2 separate regions of the Mus musculus genome follow, and region 1 is linked to region 2. A link is a contact called in public HiChIP or PLAC-seq data. All regions are on one chromosome and are shown on one strand. The core of a region is the stretch at or near the end of the contact, and the rest is flanking DNA. Distances in the headings are between cores, read along the strand shown. Region 1 overlaps Pax2 (paired box 2). Region 2 holds the start of Pax2 (paired box 2).

Region 1 (6,955 bases), core at 2,399-4,898, 40 kb after region 2:
TGTAGCCCAACTCTGCAGTCAGGCCAAGGTAGCAAAGCAGCTGGCAGGCCAGTCCCTGTCGTTGCTGCAGGAGGCGTCTCGGGCGCACAGCCCGTACAGTACGGACACTCAGGTGTGTCCTTCAACTCTCTGGCCAGGACTTTTGGGTACAATGGAAATTGATCTGAGGGACTGTAAGGTATTGAGGTGAGACAAGAGATGCCTATCCAGGGACTAGACCCCAGAGGGACGAAGGGGATCAGGTTCATTTTCTCTGGGATAGTCCTAAATGTACCAGCTAGGTTGGCCCTCCTTTGACCCCAAGTGGGGTGACATCACCCTAGAAGTGTCATATCTTGAGGAGAGCTGGATGTCCCTCTGCCCTTCTTATTGTGGCCCATTCTTTATCTCTAACCATATTACGGGGATGGACCCCAGCAAGGACTATGACTATAGTGTGTCCCAGGCATTAGCGAAGGCCTTCTCAGTAAAAATTACTGGTACTCACACTGGTAACACCCAGAACGTTGCTGGCACTGACCCTTGGAACGTGAATGCCATCTGTATCAGTGGCATTCACATCCACGGGGGAAACTCATGAAGGGCCAGTTGGCTTTGACTCAAGGTTGGGTTGGGATTCCCAACCCATGGCCTGTCGGAGTGTGCAAAAATGCAGACTTTATTAGGAGAAATATGGTACTCAAGAAGGTTGGAACCTCCTCCTAGAGATCCAGGACCCCAGTTAGAAAGACCAGGGAGAGATAAAGAGATTATGCATGAGAAACTTGGGACACAGGCTGACTCTTAGCCCAAGGAGGAGAAATCCACGTCAATACCCTGGAAGCCTTCATTTCCAACCTACAGTTATAGGCAGGGTTATTAAAGCTTGACTCTCTGGGAAATCTAAGAAACACAGTTCCATGAATGTTCTACACCTTGGCTCCTGTGGCTGGAAAACAGAGTGGTACCAACCTACCTGTCTATCATCAGATTGAGAAAGAAAACCGAGGCTGAGGCAACTTAAGTGCTGGCCTAGCAGGCATAAGGTCCTAGGTTTGATTCCCCAGCCTGGAAAGAAACAAAACAAAACCAACCACAGAAACCCCATGTCTTTTACCTTCCCCATGCCTGCCACTGCTTTCAGCCACAGTAAAGCACAGAGAAGTTTTATAACTTGTCTAAACATCCAAGTGAAGTCATATGATGAGAGTCTGCTGATCTGTGTGATGGGGGGTGTTGTGGGTGTTGGGGGGGGGGCGGGGATGTTGGTATGTGTGAGCTTTGCAGGGGGTGTGGTTTTGCATTCCATTCTTTAGGTACACAACGAATTGTGCAATGGGGTGGAGGCAAGCTGGTGCAGTTGTGCGTTTGCAGGCAGGGTAGGTTGCATGGCTGCAAATGCCTGTCCTATCACCCTTCTGCTTTGAAGGATGCTGTTGCTGGAAAACACTGATGGATTATTTCTTTAGTTAGTGTCCTCCTATGAGTCCCTAAGAGCTCAGGTTATGCTTGGGGCACATAAGGAAGCTGAGTTACAGAGACGATCAAGACTTGTTTAGGGGCCCTGAACTGAGACAAAAGAAAGGCCTGGCAGGGCCAAAGCCTGCACAGCCCTGGCCTAACCTGTGTACACACTGGCTTTGAATCCTAGAGCTATTCAGCTGAAAGACTTTGGGGAAGTCATTTTATTGCCCCATCTCCCCTGTCAAATGGGGTAATAGCAATCCTTACTTCTTATAGAGAAGTTTCTAGAACATTCTATGTCTAGAGCGGAGGTTCTCAACCTGTGGGTCATGACCTCTCGGGGACGGGGGTGGGGGGAATCAAACAACTCTTTTACAGGGGTCACCATAGACCTTTGGAAAACAGATTTTTTTTTACATTCATTATAATTCCTAACAGTATCAAAGTTAGTTATGCAGTAGCAACAAAAATTATTTTATGGTTGGGGGTTGCCACCTCATAAAGAACTATATTAAAGGGTCTCAGCACTGCGATGGTTGAGAGCCACTGGCCTAGGGGGTTAAGCCAGTTCCATACTGGAAGACAGATCACTGTATATCTAGGTTAAAAGATAAAGAAAAGGAAAGAAAAAGAAAAAGAAAAAGAAAAAGAAAAAGAAAAAGAAAAAGAAAAAGAAAGTCTCCTTGGCTAGTGAAGATTTCACAAGAAAATTAAGTTGTGAGAGAAAGAAGTCTATTCAGACCTAGACACCCTAACTGCAGTGGGGTACCTTGTAACTCTGGAATGAGCTCATCTGGGAAGGATGGGTGGCTGGCCTCACTTGTACAGTTGAGACTCCCTTTGTCTGCCTGTTCACTTGTTGCTCTGTGGTTATCCAGTGAGCCACTTGTCATTATTTTAAAAGCATCAACCAGAGTTTTCTATGCATGAAACTATAAAAGCCCCCCCCCCTTTTTCCGAATACAAGGCCCTGACTCCCCCTATCTTTCTGTGCACATTTCTACTCCTACATGCAAGCTTGTTTATTTGCCTTGGAGAATATATTCTTGTTCTCTGAACCATATATTTATTTTTGTATGGTTTGTGCAAGGGCATGTGTGTGGAATATTGCTCTGAGATCTTTGGTAGTAAGGGGGTATAGAATGTCAAATGCTGAGAACGCATGCAGTTTGCTAGGTGATGTGCATGTTCGGACAGAGCACTGTATGGCTGTGTATGTGCTGGCACCAGTAACCAGGGAGAGTCCTAAGCCAGACCTAGATATGTTGAGTGTTCATGCTCCTAAGCATGGGCCTGCATATGATTTAGCCCCAAGATCCCACCGGCATCAACCTACATCTGTTGACAAGTCAGCAGACTGTCCTAAGCCCGCTCCTTGGAGGAAGTGGCTGAGCCCCAAGACTAGGGAAACTGAGGCAGAATTGCTTCCCATTCAGGCTGTGTGTGATTTGTAGCTCGAGACTTTTTTTTATCTCTTTGAAGAGGGGCCTGGTCTCCCAGTTTGGGGGTCTGGCCCCCGATCTACCTGCTTGTCCTTCGGGATGTCTCAGTGTCTGTCTGTCTCTTATTTACTCCAGTCGAGGTATACACTGATCCTGCCCACATTAGAGGAGGTGGAGGTTTACATCTGGTCTGGACTTTAAGAGGTATGAGGGCTAGAGGGAGCACGGTGTGGGGGTCAAGGGGAATAGCTTGGGGGGTGGGTTGGCTAGAGAACGTCAGAGAATGGGTCTGAGGGTAGACAGCCAACTGGAGGCAAAGGCACAGGCTCTCACCGGGAGCCCAAGAAGCTAACAGTCTCTGCACCTGGATCACCTCTGCCATGGGCCACCGCAGAGGTTTTGGGGCTGAGGCCTGGTGGCCCAGAGGGTCAGCCGCTCAGTGGATGGGGGCAGTTTTTCTAGCCCTTGGAAAAACAAAGAGTGGATCGGGTAGTAAAACAAAAGCAAAGGAGACCTGGAGGCACCTGACAGCCCTAATTCATCATGGCCCAAGTTTTTTCCTGTGTTCCCATTATATTTGTTTGTAAAAGTGGAAATCAATTTTGAAGGTAATTTTCTGGAAAGAATGGAAGGGAGGTGGGAGGGCCGGATAAGGCAGAGATGGTAAAAGGAAAAATTTAGGCCAGGCACAGCCCAGGGGCAGCTCTTGGCAAGGTGAAAGAAAATTGCATATTCAATCTCCATCCATGAATCTCCCTCACTGCTACCCGCCTCCTTCTTGAAAACAATGAAGGCTTTTTCCCAGCGCTGGGCAGGGCCTCCGTATCAGCCTCACTTTAACTTCAGGGTCATTAATTCCCTGATTATTGAAGGAGAAGAGAGGGTTGCAGCATCGTCAATTCCAAAGGCACCCCCATGTGATCAGACACCGGCTGAGATGGGGGGGGGGGGACTGCGAGGTGAGGTGAGGTGCTTTGGAAGGGGGCGGGGAGAGAGGAAATGGGGGAGCCACCTGGACTGGGGGGCAGGAAGCCGGGAGGGTAGAAGAGGCAGTCATTACTGCATACCTCTGTTGTGTTGTTATTGCAAATTAAAAGTAGCATGTTCCACTCCACAGCTATCTTTGGGGAGGGAGGGGCACTGAGGGAGGTGGGGGATCTTATCATTGCTTCTTCAGCAGACCAGCGGTGGTGTCACCGTGTGAGGTGACATTTGAATTTACAATTCCGCTGAGAAAAGCCATTAATTCACAAATTAACATTTCTCCCTCTCCCTCTCTCTTTAACACTCTCTCCCTCTCTCACATGGATGTGCAAGCAATTGAAAAGACAAAGGAAATAGCCTTAAGGAAGAGACTTTACGGCTAGTCTGTCTGTGCTGAGATTGCTCCCCCTGCTTCCAGATAGATAAACCAATTACCTGAGCAGCTCGGCTCCTGGCCGCCCGTGATCGCCTCCTTTTGTGGGCTGCCTCCGTGGCTGGCTTACACTCGTGTATCTCATTAATGGAAACCAGGCGTGCCCTGGTCACCAAGCTCTTCCCAGCTGTCCTTTGGAGGAACCGTGGGAAGAGAACCGGTGGTAGAGGAGACAGGCAAGGGGGATTCTGGGGAGGTGGAGAAGCTGTCCTGGCCCTGGATCTTGCTGTACCAGTAGGTTAGGGGTGAGTGTGCAGATGAGCATGGTTGGAAAGGCTGGCTTGCTCTGACCTGGAATTGAGTGTGGACTGGCATTGAGAGACAGAGACTGTAAACTGAGTCTGACTCTCGCAGAGGCCTTTGGTCTCATTGCAAGGAGCTGGTGGACCCATGGAGGGATCTGAGCTTGTCCCTCATGGGAAGGCCACAGCACAGGGAAGTTTTGCTGACTACATGCTATTTCAGTGGAACAGGATTTCAGGATACAGCCTGAAGGAGCTGGGAGAAATGCTGAGAAGGGTTAGAAGACCCAATAAGGTCGCACATGTTGGGGCAGCAAAGTGAGATTGTATTGATTCCTTAAGATAAGCCTAGTGCCTGGGTACAACTGTGCCCACCTGGTACCTGCCTTACATACTTACACACACACACACACACACACACACACACACACACACACACACACACACACACGGAGTAAGAAAGTGAGCTACAGAGAAAGGAGGAAGCTATCTGATTCGTTTCTTAGAGAATACAGTAGTCCTCTCTTACCCATAGGGACATCACTCCAAGACCCCTGGTGGACACTTGAAATCACAGAGAGCTCTATATGTCCAAGTCTATCTATACATGCTTTGTTTCCCCCCATGCATACAGACAAAAGTTTAATGTATAGATTAGACACAGTAAGAGATGAACAACAACAATACTAAAATAGAACGGTCATCGTGATAGATTGGGACTCAGAGTTAATCTGATAACCGAGGCAGTTACTGAGTGACCAACGGGCACGTCACGGGTACATTGAACACAGGAATGATTCACACACAGGGTGGGACAGAGCAGGCAGCTCAGGATTCTATCTCATTACCCAGAAAGATACACAGTAAAAGCCTGTGAATTGTTTATTTCTGGAATTTTCCACTTAACATTTTTAGATTGAAGATAACTAAGCCAGAAGAAGTGAACCCTGGGATGAGGAGAAACTGAGGCTCTGTGGATTACTGAGGCTGGGGTTTTATGGCTTCCTATGTGCTGTGCACTACCTGTGACATGTCACAGACTCTGATTCAGTGCAACAGGTCCCTTGGAAGTCCAGAAAACAAAGCCGAGACATGGAGACCCCTGTCTAGACAAACCCTGAGGTCTGACTGAATTAATAGCACTCAGTTTACGTTCATCTCCAGCAAGGACTCAAAACCTGGCTACTATCCAGTTCCAGAAAGAGTTCAGTTCAAAGGTCACTAAGACTCCAGAGAGAGAAACTCACTTATAAACACACACTCTTGGTTCTGATTTTACCTTCTCAGTAGCCAAGGAAAGGCGACCGGTCATACCTACAGCAGGTTCCTTTTTATCTGTTAGATCACATATTTTAGCTGAACTCTCTGGATCACATGGGCCACGAGCCTGTGACTCTTCAGAAGCAAACGCAGGTTGTGTCGACGTTTTGCTAAGCTTATGCCTGTGGGCTCTGTGCAGAAGTGATGTGTTTATCTGTGGGGAGGTGCCAAGTTTAGTCATGGCTGCATGGGACTGATGGGTGCAGATCTGTAGACTTAAACACTAGAGACGAAAGCCAAATTGTTAGGTTCTTTCTTCAGCTAGTTCATGCTGCTGCTGCTGAGGTGGCGGCGGCGGTGGCAGCGGCTCAAGATGGAGTTGCTTAAAGTATTCTGAGGTTTACCACAACAGATGCATTTTCTATCCATTGACAGAAAGTCGGAACAGAGAGGTGGAGAAAAGGCTGCACAGGTCACTGTTGTATCTCTGTTCCTGAACACTTAGTGTAGGTCGCACATTCTCTGCAAAGTCCAACCCGGCATTCCGCGCCTTCCCTGTGTTTTGGCCCTCATGGGAGAACCCATCATATCAGAATGGCTCCCATTCCTCATCTTCCCCTGGGCAACTGGCCTCCAGCCCTGTATGTTGCTGTGGTTTCCCCTTTCCACTCCCAGCAAGGGCATCAAGCAAGAAATCCATTCCCTAGGCTCTGCTGTCTTTCTCCCTCCCCCACCCCCACCCCTCGAACAGACTCCAAACATAGGAGGGAGTAGCCAGGCTCAGGGCCCTGCTGCTTGTGGGCTCACCTTCCTGGGTGCCCCATTTTCTGGAGACCATTGGATAATGAGGAAAGACAGGCAGCTAGCATGTTGAGAGACCCAGGATGCCTGCAGTCTCCTAGACAATTGAGACCAGGGAGCAACCTGCCTCCCTCAGAACCCTGGTAGTTTTGGAGCTGTCCGGGACCCTCATTTTCTGGCCCACAGCGGTGGAAAGGCCAGACAGGCTGGGAGAGGGTGGGCCTGGCGCAAGAGCTAAGAGTCAGTCATGAGCCTCAGAGCCTAGTTACAGCAGAGCCAGTAATTCAAACCATCCTGACCCTTCCATGAACCCAAACCTGCTGACCTTGACAGCACCAGACAAGAGGCCT
Region 2 (7,625 bases), core at 3,736-6,235:
ATTATCCATCCTGATTCTGGGGGTCTCCTTGATTCTTCCTCCCCCACCCCAGCTTTTCCTCTTTGGTCATAGTTCTCCACTCCTACTGTGTGAGCCTGTTGGCCATGTTTTGACTATTTTTTAACCCCCCCTCCCAGTTCAGTGGTCCACAGGCCGCCACCTGGCTGACCCGTGCCAGTATGAGGCCCCTTTGGTGGCCAAGTGGTTTGTATTGTCGTTGCTCCTCAAAGGGGCTGTGAAGGGCCGGAGAGGTTGCTAGGTCCTCTTATGAAGGAAAGCAGGGTTAAAGGGAGGAGGGGCCAGAAAGGATAAAGGCTCAGCACGTGCGCGCCGCCTCATCAGGACCAACCGACCAGGCGGGCGGGGCCAGCTGGCAGTCAGGACCCCCGGGATTCTTGTGGGGTGTCCAAATATTGGGAACAAAGGCGGGAAAAGAAGAGAGCGGGAGGGAGGGAGAAAGGGAGAGCGCGAGGAAGCAGAAATTAGGGGGTCTTAGATGAAAAAAAAAGTAGCTTTAGGGAGAATGTGCTGTGGAGTGTGAAATTGCAGCCCACGGTGCTCCATATTGTACCAGAAGCTCTTCCAAAAAAAAAAAAAATCCTCCAATGTGACCAGAAAGCGGGCTAGGCAGGGGGAGGGGTGCGGGAGGGGCCTGGCGGGAACCGGCCAGGCGGGGCAGGAGAGGGGCCTTGGAGCGGTCACCTACTGCCAGGGACCTGGACACCTAGGGTACGCCCTCCAAGGGCCCACTCGGAGTGCAAATGGCCCGGGGATATGCGACCTAGAGTTTGATTGTAAGAACTTTTTTCTTTGCTTTTTTGTTGGTGGAGATGGTGAGTTACAAACGGAAATGATGCTGAGCTGCTGAGCAGCTTCTCAGCCTTCGCTTTCTCCCTCTTTCGATCCTGCTTTCCTTTCCTTAGGACCAGTTTTGTTTTGTTTTCATGTCCCTTCATTCTAAACACCCCCCCCCAACTTTAATGCATTTAATTTGGTCTGCGCTGTAGGGAGCATTTCCTAGGGAGGTACGCTTAATTTCGGAATTTCTAATCCCCTCCCTCAGAGCTAAGGCCATAGCTCCCCACGCTACTCCCCAGGAGGTAGAGGGAGAAAAGACAAGCGGGGCCGAGGGTGGGGGGAGGGGCACAGCTGAATGCTTCACTGCAGCGGGGGAGGCGGCGGGGGGGGGATTGCTTGCCAGGTCCTCGGTGACACAGCCACCTTCGAGAACTGCTAGAGACCCTGTGCCTAATGACTGGGGTCAGGATCAGGATCCTGTGTGCAGAAGAGATGCAGTCATGTCACGCCCCCACCCCACCCCCAGCAAAAGAGTAAAGAAAGGGGGCCTGGGTGAGCGGGGTTAGCAGACAGGATCTCTGCCTGCACTTTACTTATGCATGATCCGCCCACAGACGCATTAAAATCTGGGGTATAAGTCACATGCGGCTTGGGACACCTTTGCATAAGTATCTATGAGAGGGCCTTCTTGCAGGACCGCAGGCCTCCCGCACACCTAACACTCACGCAGAGCAGGCCCGCTCCAGCGGAGAACCAGCTTGACCCTAGGCTTTCGGAAGGGAGGTAGTAGGAGTGGGGCTGCCAGGCGCCAAGCGAGCATGGCAGAGGTGGCAGCAGAGAAGGCGAAGGAACTGAGATCCACAAGGAAGATTTATTGGGCAGATCAGATGCACAGAGGCGACTAATGAAGCAAATCCCGAGATGGGTATCAGAGCAACTCCCCAAAAGTTTATTTGCCTTTAAATTTCCGCAGGGAGGCGGGCTCCTTGTTTGAAGTGTAAATGCCCCTAGGTTGTGGGGGGGTGTTGAAGGGCTGCTTTGAAAACACTAGAGAGAAAAGGTTCATTTAGAGTCAGATGAGGGAAAAGCAACCAAGCCTGACAGGTCGAGCCCTGGCTGTGTTTGGGGTTGGGTTGTTGTCTTTCTTTTTCTTTCCTCCCTTTCCTCTTCTTTCTTCTTTTCTTTTTCTACTCTTTCCCCTTCTGTTAGGGCCCATAGAAGAAGAAAAAGAACAGGAAAGGGGGAGTCAGAAGGAGAGGCCATCGAGAAGGGACATCTGCAAATCAGCCCTTCCTTCTAAAGTCCAAAGAGAGGGCTGTGCAGAGGCTAACGGGCTTCCAAAGCAGCAGGGTAGATCGCCTTTTGATTATCTAGACCCAGAAACCAGCTGGAAAACTAACAGGGAAACTGGAGGTGTGTGTGTGTGTGTGTGTGTGTGTGTGTGTGTGTGTGTGTGTGTGTGTATGTGTGTGTGTGTGCGCGCGCGCGTCCCAGGAGTCCTGGGAAGGCATGCCTGAGTTTTCTGGAGCTACATAGAAATTAGACTATCACTAGCCCTCATTCCTAAGAGGATGTATGTGGCAGATACTTGCGTAAGTGCAACTTCAAAAGTGTTTTACGAATTGAATTGTTAGTTCTCTTTACAAAATGTAAAGTTCGACCCCACTCCCATTCTTATGGGGAAATATCCATTGTCTATGTTCACATTTCATAGGACGTGAAACATGAAACTATATTTCAGTTCTAGAGGACTCTGGATCTCTGTTGGAGTGAGGAACTCCGCTGATTTTTGTTTCCTCAACAGACATACCAAGACTTAACTTAAGCACACCCAACAAGAGTTCCTTTATGAACTCTTCTGAATGCTCCCCACCTCAAATTCTGGACTGATTGCTTCTTCAAAGGAAGATAAGGCTACTGCGGTTACTACCACCTTAGAGCTTCTGGCTCCCCAGTATGGGAGCTGACCCTTTTAGGCTGAAATAACTCTGTTTCCACACACACACACACACACACACACACACACACACACACACACACACACACACACACACACTTCTTTTCTGTTCCCTATGAGAAGTTAGTGCGTGTTGCTGAGGTTGTGAGGTTGTGAGATTTGGCCAAAGCAAACCCGGGAGCGCCATCTACAGGCCTTGAGAGGAAGGCATTGGTTTTCCTGGCAGGACCCCTGAACCTCCTACTCTTCCTGCCCACGGGAACCTAGTCCTCAGACCAAAGGAAGTGGGGGACAGGGTGGTGGTGGGCAGATGGAAAGGTGGTTTATTTTTATTTTTATTTTTTAGTTTCTTACTTTCCAGCAGTTACTCTGCAATTGGATTAATCTAGCCGGAAATTTCCAGGAGACCGGGCAAAGGCCCAGATCCCAACCGACCCAGCTCCCCTTGGAATGGAAAGCTCAGAATCCGGTGTAGCTGAGCCTGGCCTGAAACTCACCCAGAATGTGGGCGGTTCTAAATGCCCGGTAGGAGTCAGTCTGAGACGGGCTGAGAGTCTAGTGGGTGCTTCCCCCAACCCCATCTACTGCCGAGGCTTTTTGGCTATAGGGACAGGGGCACTGTCTACACTCATTGCCCTTCCTCTGGGCTTCAGGAGCTGCAGACAACACCAAGGAGTCTTGGGTCCGCCGGGCAAGAAAGCTGTGTTTCTCAGCTTGAGCTTCCTGGAGCCGCCCTTTTTCAGACCCAGGGAAGCCTGGGAGGAGGGAGCGAAAAAGGGGGGGGGGGTGAGTTAAAACATCAGCTGAAGTGCCAAGATGATTTATGAGACTAGGGAAAATATTTCATAAAGATCTCCTGGATATTCTGTACTTAACCAGTTAGGAGACAAAGGGCTTCTCTCGCTTAGTGCGTGCGAGAAGACCCCAGCGAACAAGGGAGCGAGTGCGGGCCAGGCTGCAGAGACTGGGCCAGCGGCTCTGGTAGGAGCCGGGCCAGGCCGGCGTGCTGCGCCAGCTGCGCTCGCTCGGGATCTGCAGAGCTGGCGGCGGGCGGCGCTCAGTCGCGTTCATAGCCTCCTCTTCTCCCCAGCCGGGGAAAGAGAACGCCTTGGTCCCGCCTTGGGCTTCTGCATCCTCTGTCACTGCCGCGGACAAGCCGCTGCGCACCGTCTCCCGGCACAGTCCCTTCCCTAGCTACCCGAGGGTCCAGGTGCCAAGTTCCCTGGCTCTCCTACCATCCGTTGGGTCCCACCAAGGCAGGTGGGTTCTAGCCAGAGGCCTCTAGCTTGATTCCAAACCAGGCGTCTGGACTGCCCAGACTCCGGGGAGGGGGTGCGCGCCACCGCGTGTGGGACGGGAGGGGACAAACTGCTGGGCACTTTGCCCCGGAATGAGAATCATGCGTGCGTGGATGGGAAGGTACCACAGGAGGAAAAGGCGAAAGGGAAGGACCAGAGGGAAAGGGAGAGAGGAAGGAAGACACAGGGAGAAACGGAAAGGAACTCAGCGCAAGGGTAGCCGAGTTAGGACAGGGGCTGCGGACTCGCGGGCGTCTGGGATTTGCGGGCATTGGCCGGTGGATGGCAGGGCTGGGCGAGTTAGGACTGAGAGCCTGGCTTCGGAGTGCCGCGCGCTCGGAGGCCCTCTGTGGTTGCCTGAATATTCATTAGGCTGGCCGCTCTTTATCCTTATCTAACGTTTATCTTCTCGGCGAGTTTCGTTTCTCAGTGTAGTTTTAATCCGGGGCTCCCATTCCTCCTCCCCCTGGCCCGCTCCTCACCCTCCCTCTTCCTTCACCCGCTGCTCCCTCCCGTTTCCCCCCCCTCCCGGGCCCTCCCCTCGCCAGCACCGGAGTGACAGGCGCGGGGCCCTCCTTGCCGAAGCTCGGGGCTCCGGCGCTGGCGAATCACAGAGTGGTGGAATCTATTGCCTTTGTCTGACAAGTCATCCATCTCCCGGCGCGGGGAGGAGGAGGGGGTCTGGAGGGGGCTTTGCAGCTTTTAGAGAGACACACACCGGGAGCCCAGGCTCCAGTCTCCGGCCGAGTCTTCTTGCAGCCGCAACCCACCTGGGGCCAGCCCAGCGCTGCGGGCGCCGCTCGGCTCCTAGGCTGCCTCCCTCCCTCCTGGCCCTTCGGTCGCCGCGGCGTGCGCCTGCCTTTTCCGGGGGCGGGGGCCGGCTCGCACGCTCCCCTCCCGCGGGCGCCCGCTTGGACATCCCGGGGATTGCTACTTCTCTGCCAACTTCGCCAACTCGCCGGCACTTGGAGCGGCCCGGCTCCCCTCCTGGCGCCCTCGGGCCGCCCCCGCCCTGAGCTCTCTTGGTTCAGAGCCTCTCGGACAACCGGGTTCCAGGGGAGCTGAGTGAGCCGTCTTCCCTACCCGGCCTCAGCTCTGGCCGCAGCTGGCGCGCGAGCCATGCGCCCCAAGTGCCCCTTGGTCCAGCCAGTCGCCCCGGGGCTGCGTTGCTGACTGCCCAGCCGCGTGCCCCAACGGTGGCAAGTTGCAGCCTCTGCGGTCGCAAACCCCAGCGGGCCCGGAGGAGTCCCGGCGTGGAGCGCGGCGCGGCGTCCCCCGCCCTCGCTTGCCCCCCAGCAGTCGGGCGCCCGCTCACTCTCCCTCCCCCACCGTCCCTTCCTTTTCTCCTCAAGTCCTGAAGTTGAGTTTGAGAGGCGACACGGCGGCGGCGGCCGCGTTGCTCCCGCTCCTCTGCCTCCCGATGGATATGCACTGCAAAGCAGACCCCTTCTCCGCGATGCACCGTGAGTACCGGCGCCCGGCTCCTGTCTCGGTTCCAACCCCATGTAGCCCCAGCGCGGTCCGGCCCCCTGCGCTCAGGTCTCACCCTAGAGGCCACACTGGCCTTTCCCTGCTCCCTCCTTTCGTCCTTTCTCTTACCTAGTGTTTCTCACGCCTTCAGCCACCGTTCTGCTTTTTGCCACGCCATACTCACGGTTCTGCCTGCCTTTCTACCTTCACTAGTGTCTCACCTCCCTCGGCTCCTTCCACCTGCTCCTCCTTACCTCTCGGGATCCATAACCCTGGGCCCAGGTTCCAGCCACCCACCCCCTAGTCAGTCTTTGCCCTGGACTAAAGGACTAATTGGCAGTAGTTTTCAGGCTGTTCTCTCTCTCTCTCTCTCTCTCTCTCTCTCTCTCTCTCTCTCTCTCTCTCTCTCTCTCTCTCTCCTCCCTCATCTTTACCTTCCTCAAACTTAGAGTTGTGGGTAATCGTGAGGAGGCTCCTAGTTTGGGCAGCCTTGGTGTCAGGACAATTATGCCTAAGATCCTGGGGGTGTGACCCCCTTCTGAGCCTAAGCTCTCGGCGCCTCTTGTTCCCTTCGGCTTAGTTAAGGCTTCCTGGGGGGCTGCTTTGCTACGTCCCACCCTTTCTCCCACCCTCACCTCTTCCCCCCCCCCTTCCCTTCCCTTTTAGCTAGGAACAGGAGAGTGGCCGGTCACTTTTTTTTTTTTTTTTAACTTTGCCTAGGGAAGTGATCATTCTAAAAAAAAAACAATGAAGGATTTTGAGAAGAAATCAAAGTCAGGGAGAGAGGTAGAGCCATCCAGGCCAGCACCTGGATGCTGTACACTCGAGAGACTTCCTTGCCTGTCTCCACTCACTGTTGAGGACCATTCAGCCAGCGCCCTGGCCAGGGGGTCAGCAAGAATGGATATAATCAGAGGGAAAGAACAAAAGAAAGACAAATGCCAAGGCTGAGGAGAAAGGAAGGAGAAATCAAACCAAGAGGGGGGAAAATCAAGGAAAGAAAATTAAAAGGATGTTGGGGAAGAGAAATAAGAAAATAGGAATAGAGGAAATATCATAATGATATTTGAATGCATCTAATTCATAACGGCTCTTTAGCTCCGAAAACTATTTGTCAGGTATCTCCCCTTGCTTAAAAAGATAAATAATATTCTAAGTAGAAAAGCCCTCCCCATCTATAGATTAATAATTAAGGATAATTTGTAACTTTCCACAAGGTAACTTTTAGACCTAGCCTGATTTGTGCTTTAAAACGCGATCCAAGAGGGAGCCGTGTTTTGTTTGTTTCCTAAGCACATATTGAGCTTCACGGGACTATAAAAAAAAAAAAACACCTGCAATAAAATATAGTTCCCTAAATAATTTCTAGGTAAAGGAAACCCAAACGCGAGACTTCGGGTCGCTGCGAATCTCTCAGCCGGCCGGGAAGCCTTGCTCTTTTTCGGAGGGAATGAAGCAGGTTCATCCAGGCGGCCGGTCTCTGCCTCAGCCCTGCTGCCTCTGCAGCACTCGGGGGTTTTTGAGGATTGCTTCCTGGACCCATCAATCGGGGCCAGTGACGGGGAACCTCTTCGAAACCCAAAGGGGAGAAAAGCGAGCAGAAGGTGGTCGAAGGAAGGGAGAGAGGCTCTGCACGGGCCGGCGAGACGAGCAGCTACAGCCCGGGTTTGCGCCAGCGGCAGTTGCGCATTCTAGGCCCGGTTCCGCACAGATCCTCCGCAGCCCATCCGCCCTGAACTCCAGCGGTGCCCGGTTGCAATCCCCACCCCATAGATTAGGGCAGAGGGGCCGGGCCCGGAGCCCGGTGAGGCTGAATTATTCATCTTTAATCTGCCCGCAGCTGCCGCCTTTTCATACCGGTAACGCGAGTTCTCCCGGGGCCTAAATTATTGATGGTCCGGGTTTGTAGGGAGCAGAGGGGTGGGGGAGTGGGACCAAAGATGGGGAGACCATAGGGATGGGGGTTGTAAGATAAGAGGTTCTGGCCTCCCGGAACCACTGGATTAGAGGCCTCTGTCCAGGGGTTTCTTCTCCCAAGCTTGTTTTTTATCTCCCTATAAAAAGATGGGAGAGATTTAAAGAGGGCACGAGATGCGCCCGCT

What was found. HiChIP or PLAC-seq counts read pairs in DNA pulled down with a chosen protein or histone mark.
Region 1: a contact with region 2 is called in a PDX1 HiChIP or PLAC-seq map of a beta-TC-6 cell line, with 7 times the contacts expected there. The contact joins the enhancer-like site here to the promoter of Pax2 in region 2. A contact is called at or near these places in 4 of 39 promoter capture datasets (the 3T3-L1 cell line, 3T3-L1-derived adipocytes, embryonic stem cells and 1 more), 1 of 15 datasets of contacts at CTCF or cohesin (the NIH/3T3 cell line), 4 of 484 Hi-C or Micro-C datasets (the AML12 cell line, embryonic stem cells and nephron progenitors), 9 of 115 datasets of contacts at active chromatin or transcription factors (a beta-TC-6 cell line, embryonic fibroblasts, embryonic stem cells and 2 more) and 2 of 9 other capture datasets (adipose tissue and embryonic stem cells).

Annotation. Positions count from the first base shown.
Region 1 is chr19:44,793,608-44,800,562 of GRCm38.p6, forward strand. The region is part of intron 5 of Pax2 (paired box 2); the gene reads left to right. Among named protein-coding and RNA genes, the nearest start is that of Mir6405, 11 kb to the right of the region's middle. Within about 2 kb of position 3,649, at least 14 of the 459 cell types and tissues checked have an H3K27ac peak or open chromatin away from gene starts, as enhancers often do. A contact at or near this core is called in the AML12 cell line and pancreatic cancer cells, where this site is marked.
Region 2 is chr19:44,751,921-44,759,545 of GRCm38.p6, forward strand. It overlaps Pax2 (paired box 2), which reads left to right and starts at 4,986. Exons shown (of 10, transcript NM_001368747.1): 1 at 4,986-5,516. The coding sequence starts at 5,474. RefSeq lists promoters at 1-5,448, 1,271-5,448, 4,174-5,448, a cis regulatory region at 156-636 and enhancers at 947-1,066, 1,603-2,311, 1,603-2,012.